Regions from separate parts of the Rattus norvegicus genome. Here region 2 is linked to region 1. A link is a contact called in public Hi-C data. All regions are on one chromosome and are shown on one strand. The core of a region is the stretch at or near the end of the contact, and the rest is flanking DNA. Distances in the headings are between cores, read along the strand shown. Region 1 holds the start of Nrcam (neuronal cell adhesion molecule). Region 2 overlaps Nrcam (neuronal cell adhesion molecule).

What was found. A called contact is a pair of places that touch in the nucleus more often than the background predicts.
Region 2: a contact with region 1 is called in a Hi-C map of frontal cortex, with 2.7 times the contacts expected there. The contact joins the enhancer-like site here to the promoter of Nrcam in region 1. A contact is called at or near these places in 2 of 12 Hi-C or Micro-C datasets (frontal cortex and hepatocytes).

What each region holds. Positions count from the first base shown.
Region 1 is chr6:67,128,098-67,131,696 of GRCr8, forward strand. Nrcam (neuronal cell adhesion molecule) reads left to right here and starts at 1,720. Exons shown (of 33, transcript NM_013150.3): 1 at 1,720-1,891.
Region 2 is chr6:67,179,060-67,182,658 of GRCr8, forward strand. The region is part of intron 1 of Nrcam (neuronal cell adhesion molecule); the gene reads left to right. Among named protein-coding and RNA genes, the nearest start is that of Nrcam, 51 kb to the left of the region's middle. Within about 2 kb of position 1,617, at least 32 of the 93 cell types and tissues checked have an H3K27ac peak or open chromatin away from gene starts, as enhancers often do.

The DNA of each region.
Region 1 (3,599 bases), core at 470-2,969:
TTTTCTGAAAAAAAAAAAAAGGCGAAAGATTTATACGATCTGAAGAGAAACCAAAGTATGGACATCGTTTTTCTGATCTGGACTTTTCCAACCTTTCATTTAGTTTTGCTAGGGGGCTGGTGGTGGTGAAGAAAAAATTTACAAAAATAAAAATAAAAAATAAAAAAAGGACAGCTAAAACCAAATTTCCGTGTTTACCTAGTCTAAAATTCTGACTTCACAGGTTCGGAGCAGGTGGAGAGGGGAGGTCACTTGCTGGTGGGCACACTGATCATTACTAGCTTAGCTAGGCACAAGCTTGGTTTCAGAAAACTTGAAGTCAAGTTGGAGAGCAGTCTCCCAAAGTATAGATATGGGTTAAGAAACTTGGTTGAGAAAATCAGGCAAAGGACATAAAAAGGGGAAAGTAAGGGGAAGATAGAACTGGGGGAAGAAAAGAAAAAAGAAAAAGAAAAAAAAAAGTCTAAAGCCTATTCTCTCCAGGTACCACTGGAGGGCTCCATGGCTCTCTATGGAGGTGCTACTCCCATGGAAAGAAAAAAAACTTTTTGTACTCTGTCATTGACACAGCATGGTACAGTGGTCAATACTATGGGTTTAGGAATCAAGTTTGAGTCGTAATACTGTTTGAGGCTATGAAGGGGATCCTGTATGTTGGAGAAAGAAGAACGCTGTGCACATGAATGCATGTAGGTTGAAGCTTAAGTTCAAATTAAAGGTACAGCACGGGCAGAGGAGCTGTCAGGACTCTGAAGCATGGCCCGGATCTGGTTTTAGTCATGAGTCCCAATCTAACGCCTATTCCGGAGGCTGAAGGCTTATGAGAACTTCTGAAAGTAAATGGTAAGCTGGGTAATACCGGGCTGAGTATACCTGGGCCTGCAGAAGGGAGTGGGCCCAGTTAAGTGGCTCTGTGCCTTGGACATCATCATGCTATAAGGGGCGAGGGTTCTCCAAAATCTGAATTGTGTAGCATGAAGTAGGTTTACTCAAATTCTACACATATTTTTTAAAGTTGCTTCACATTGAAAAAAAAAACTTGTATAATATTTTGCAGTCTGGAAAGCTAATTTCAGCTACTCCAGAAACCCAATCCCTACTGAAAATAGCATCTGCATATTACACGCTGAAGGGACCCTTCCTCAGATGTATTTGGAAATGACAGTTGTAAAACTATAAACCAGTACTCAACCCATGCCAATTAGAGTTTCAAAGGCTTGAAATACTTTAAAGGAAGAGACGAGAGGGGGGAAGGCTTGGAGGTGAGAGGAGGGAGGGAATGTGTGATCCAGATCCATCCATCACACTCACGCGGAAATCTAAAGGAGAGTGGCATTTAAAACACACATTTTCTGGAACATCTTCCTAACACCCATCCCAGTTACCAGTTCTCCCGAACAGTCCTGCGTCCCTGGCCCCACAGCCACCACCTCATGCAGTGCGCGGTGGCGGAGGTCCGGAGTAGTGCGACCTCTCAGGTGAGGGGCCACTCAATCCACAAGGATCTCAAGGCTGGAGCCCATTCGATGCAGCCTCAGCTGCGAATGGGAGGGGGTTAGCCCGGAGGGGAGGGGGCGGGTGACGCCCGGTGAGTGCGGGGGAGGGGGACGCGGGGACGCTAGGAGAGTCGGGAGGGGCCTGAGCGCGACGCTGGGTATCGCGGGGAGCGGAGGGCGGGAGCGTCGGGGACGCGCGCTTCGCCTGGGTCGCTGGCGGACGCGCGCCGCAGTCCGAGCCTCAGACGCGCGAGCGCGAGGGACCGTGCAGGGACAGAGAGACTGGGGCAGCTGGAGGCGACAGCTTTGGAAGCTTCAGGAAATACGCACGACAGCTGCACTCTGCGGTCTTGGGCAGTAGCGCCCCGGCAGGGCGGTGGGCGCGGCACAAAAACGTGAGTAGCCCTGGGTGTGTCTGGCGGTTGCATTGGTGACACTCAGTCCTGGTGGGTTGACGCGGCTGGAGCAGAACAAGGAGCCCCAGGCTTCCGCGTTGTCACTCAGACTCTGCCGCCCGGGCTCAGCCCAGGCTCTTGTGGGAGTCTGGCAGTGTCTGCAGTATGGGAGAAACAGGTCGGCGACTTCATTTTCTCTTGCAAGCCCTTGACACAGTCAGGGCACCGGCTAGAAAAAAAGGAGACGCGCGCCCTGAGAAGACGCTGCTTCGACCCCGCAGCTCGGGTACCGCGGGCGAGCGCCCACCAGCTCCTCCGGTCCCGGGTCAACTTCAGCCTGGGTGCCGGCGCCCCACGCCTCTCCGCAATCCCTGCCTAGAGGTCTGCCTGTGAACAGATGGGTATTACACAGCTTTCTGGGCTGGGATGCAGAGGACGCGGAGTGTCACAAGACAGGGTCGCCCGGCGGCGAAGAGCGCCTGAGTCCCGCTCGCTAGTCGCGCAGCGGCGTGCGCGCGTTCGTGTCCCCGCGGACACATCTGGGCGTGGGCTTTGTTCAGATGTGCTCACACCTGAGCGAATCGCCGTGAGCGGGGGGCGATGCTGACTGCCCTCCTCAGCTTTCTCAGCCCTGGCAAGGACTCAGGGAATCAGAGGGAAACAGAATAGACACCAGGGTCGGCGCGCTGGGGACACTTGCTTTGTTGGCCTCCAGGTGAGGGCCGTGACAGTTTCCCCACCACCCACAGCCTCTGTGGACAGGAGATTCTCAGGGCTGGCGCGCCGGGTTTGGGACAGACTGGAAAGAGCCTCTTCCCTGTTCCGGCTTGGCTCTCTAGGGTGAATCTGACTACAGCTTCGCCCTGGGGTACTGTGATGAGCCTGGAGTAACTGCCGGCGCTAGAGCATCGTCTAGCTGCGAGCGCCATCTGTGCCCGGCACCGCCCCGGGCTCTCCAGGCATCGCGGGTGGGCGCCGCAGCACTCTGGTTCCCGTGGTGTGTGAATTCGGCCACTCTCGGCCCACATCTGCCACAGCACAGAGTGGGGACAGGATTTCGCAGTAGGCAGAGCCAGGGAGTCATTCTCTGAGAAGTGTTCTCTGGTTAGCAGGTGCAGCCTGAGTTCCCAGGGTCCATCGGGCTGGTGGACAGGTCATTTCTTTCCCTTTGCTCCGGGCTACCTCTTCAGATCCCGAAGCTGGCTGGAGGTCCCTGTGCTTCTGCCAACACAGAGGGAGGTCACCAAGAGCAAGAGTCCCTCTTCTACCTCACCCCTTGTTCCCCTTTCCTCACTCACCGCTCCAGCACTAGGGTAAATGGAGAGGGAAGAAGTCCAGTGAGGGAAATGTTCTTTTCCTTCTCTAGTCTTGGGTGGTTAATACTCAGGAGTGTGGTTCTGAGGAACAGGGTCCTTCCTTGCCTAAGCTCTAGCTGGAAGCAGTGGAGCGGAGTATAATGGGGTAGGCAGCCTTGTTTCTTCACTCACCAGGAGCTCCCCCTGGGGTTGTTCTGGGGAGGAACACAGTGTCCACTGAATACAAACCTGCCTGAGTTAGGCTGCTTCTGAAACAGCCTATGCTAACCACCCATTCGCTGCTGTGAGGCCTTCCAGAAGTGCTAAGACAAGGTAGACAAGCGAATTCTTTGCATTGATGATATGGTGGGCACTATATTGGGAGAGATCCAGGAACTATGGACATACCACAC
Region 2 (3,599 bases), core at 367-2,866, 51 kb after region 1:
ACCTCTTTCTTCCATTGCCAACATCTCCGTGAAGTTGTCAGTGTTTGCTGCCTGATTCTGGCGAGGAGCACTCTCTCTGCACCCTCCACTACCCAAGCACTGTGTCTGCCTTCCATGGTGGCTCTGGCAGGCATACTCTTGCTTCACTTTCCAGTTTTAGGGCAGGGCTTTCCTGTGACTGACATATTCTTCCCTTTCCCTTTCAATTCCTAGGACTTAAATTTGTGATAACCAAGGACGTTTCTTAATTCAAGAACATGGAAAGGAGGGGTTGGGGATTTAGCTCAGTGGTAGAGCGCTTGCCTAGAAAGTGCAAGGCCCTGGGTTTGGTCCCCAGCTCCGGAAAAAAAAAAAAAAGAACATGGAAAGGATTAAGCCCTATCTGATGATGAAGAACTAAAAGCCCAGCTTCTAGGGAAGGTAGGACAGGAAGATTAAAAAAGTTCGACCTGGACTAGAAAGTGAGTTTCAAGGCTAGCTTTGGCAAGTTCAGATGTACCACATCTCAGGAACAACAACAACAACAACAACAACAACAACAACAACAACAACAACAACAACAAAATAAAGAGAAGGATGCAGAAATAACTCAAGGGTAGAATGTTTTCCCACTGCTCCATACTGAGAGATAGATTTATAGATGTTCCTGACTTTCTGCTGAAACACATTTCTGTCTAGTATCCTGTGTTTCGGGCATATAACTCACATCTAAAGCTAATAGCTTTGGGGATGGTAAGATAGCTCAGCTGGCAAAGTGCTCTCTTTGTAAGCATGAAGAGCTGACTCTCATTGCAAACATGAAGAGCCAAATTTGAGTTCCAGAAACCACATTTAAAAAGCCAGGCATTCTTGTCGTCTAGCACCCAAAATAAGACCTACAGACATAACTCCAGTTTATGTGTTAAATAGGATAGGAGTTTTGTAAGGCTCAACTTATAGATGAATCAGGAAGAGGATGGTTACTGAAAGAGGAAGAATCGGTCTTCAGTAGTCCTCTTCTAGGTCAGCCAATCTGAATTGGTCAGTCCTAAACACGTGGGCGATGAGTAGGGAAGTGTGTGTAAAGTATTTACATATGTGTAACAATTTTAGGAAAGAGGAGGAAGAATATGGGAGGTGTTGAGTATAAGGAGAAGGAAAAGTGAAAATGATGTAAATAGGGAATCCATGTATGAAATTCTCAAAAACTATAAACCTTAAATCCTGAAGGGTTAAAAAAAAACCTGAGAATGATGGTGTATACTTGTAACCCAATATCAGGGGAGCAGAGGCAGAAGGACCCTTCGGATTTTCATCTTCAGACAGCTAGTGAGTGTGTGTAATGCAAACTGGTACTTCACGAGCCTCCCAGGCATCCCCTCCCAAACCACAAGCCATGGACCTAACTCCATGCATGTCACGGGCTATACTTTGTGCTTCACCCAGCCAATGAGGTCCGCCCAATGATTTTAAAATAACCAAAAGTATACACGGCCAGCTTTAAAGCAGCAGATGGTACTTCTGCTGCAAGCATTTTGTGCTGCCAAGTCACCCACACGTCCCTCGCCACAGCCGAGAGGGGAAGGGAAGAACTATATTTCCTTCTTTTCTTGGAATTACCATCATTTCTCATCTCCAATGCCAATGTCTACTCCCAGGATTAACAAGAGAAGAAAAGTCTCACTGTTCTGGAAATGCCAGAGAACGTTCCAAAAGGCGCTTAGGCTTTTTCCTAGCAACAGATCCAACAGCTTCTTCCACAATCTTCCGGGTGGCAGAGCCCTTGTGGGTCTCTCACTCTCTGCCACTTAACTAGCCATGCAACCTTAGCTCATGTGTTCAGGTTCTGTGCCTCAGTGTTCTCTTCTGGCAAATGGGACAATGACGATGCCTGTGTCAAAGTGGTAGGAGGGTCAAATACATACATTGGAATCCAGTAGCAAAGAGTGGAGTAAACACCCATGTGCTTCTTTTATTTGCACAGGGAAATAGACGTTGGGTCAGTGGAAGAGATGTGGACTAAGAATAAGCACCAGGCATCTTTGGTCCTGACTTTGTCACTGTCTGAATCACCAAGAAACTAGGGAAATTTAAAAAAATGCCATTTCTCTCTCTCTCTTCTCTCTCTCTCTCTCTCTCTCTCTCTCTCTCTCTCTCTCTCTCTCTCTCTCTATGTACATCTTCCAGATGAGCTGGGAGCACTCTTATCTACAACAGGTGTTATTATTGTTTGTTTTAGTTATTATTTTTATTCTTTTTATTGAAAATAGATTCTTTTCTTTTATACAATATATCCTGATTACAGTTTCCCCTCCTTCTATACCTCTCAGTTCCTTCTCACCTCCCTTCCTCAATCTACTCCCTTTCTGTCTCTCATTAGAAAAGGACAGGTTCCATTGTAGTTCCATTCATTTGCCTACAAATTTCGTGGTGTCATTTTAACAATTGAGTATTACTCTACTGTGTAAATATACCACATTTTCTTCATCCGTTCTCTGGTTAAGGGACATCTAGATTGTTTCCAGTTTCTGGCTACTGTGAATAAAGCACCAACAAACATGATTGAACAGGTGTTCTTCTGGTAGGATGAAGCATCCTTTGGGTATTTGCTCAAGAATGGTACAGCTGGGTCTTGAGGTAGATCAATTTTCAACACTGAGGAGCTGCCATATTGATTTCCCTAGTGGCTATACAAGTTTGCATTTGCACCACCAATGGAGGAGTATTCCCATTATTGTACATTTCCACTAACATGAGCTTGTGTTATTGATCTATGCCATTCTGAGAAGTATAAGGTGAAATCTCCAAGTAGCTTTGATTTGCATTTCCTTGATGACTAAAGATGTTGAACATTTCTTAAGTATTTCTCAACCATTTGAGTTTCCTCTATTGTGAATTCTCTGTTTATAACTGTAGCACTTTAAAATTGAATTATTTTTAATTTTTTTAGTTCTTTATATATTTTGAATATTAGTCCTCTATTGTATGTCAAGTTGGTGTTTTTTTTCCTAATTCTATAGTCTGCTGATTGTCTGAATAACACTGTCCTTTGTCAAGCAGAAGCTTTTTGTTTTATGAGATCCCCTTTATTCTCTGTGCCTGAACTATTGATGTTCTATTCAGGAAGTCTTCTCCTATGGCAATGAGTTCAAGGCTAGTCCCCATTTAGGAATAGGGGTTCAGAGTATCTGGTTTTGTTATGAGATCTTTGATCCATTTTCATTTGACTTTTGTGCAGGGTGATAAATATGTATCTATTTTTATTCTTCTTCATGCAGACATTCAGTTTGACCAATACCATCTGTTGAAGATGTTGCCCCTTCTCCAGTGTGTATTTCTCACTGCTTTATTAAAAAAAGCATGTGTTCATACATGTGCAGGTTTATGCCTAAGTCTTCAATTCAATTCCATTGATCAGCATACCTTTGTTTGCTTGTTTGTTTGTTTGTATGTTTACTGGTATCGTCTTCAATTTAGTTCTTCAAACATGTGAAGTTTTTATTATACAAGTCTTTCCCTTGTTTGGTTAGAGTTACCCTAAGGTATTTTATATTATTTCAGGCTATTGCAAAAGTGTTGTTTCCCTCATTTCTTTCTTAGTCTGTTTGTCATTTGTATAT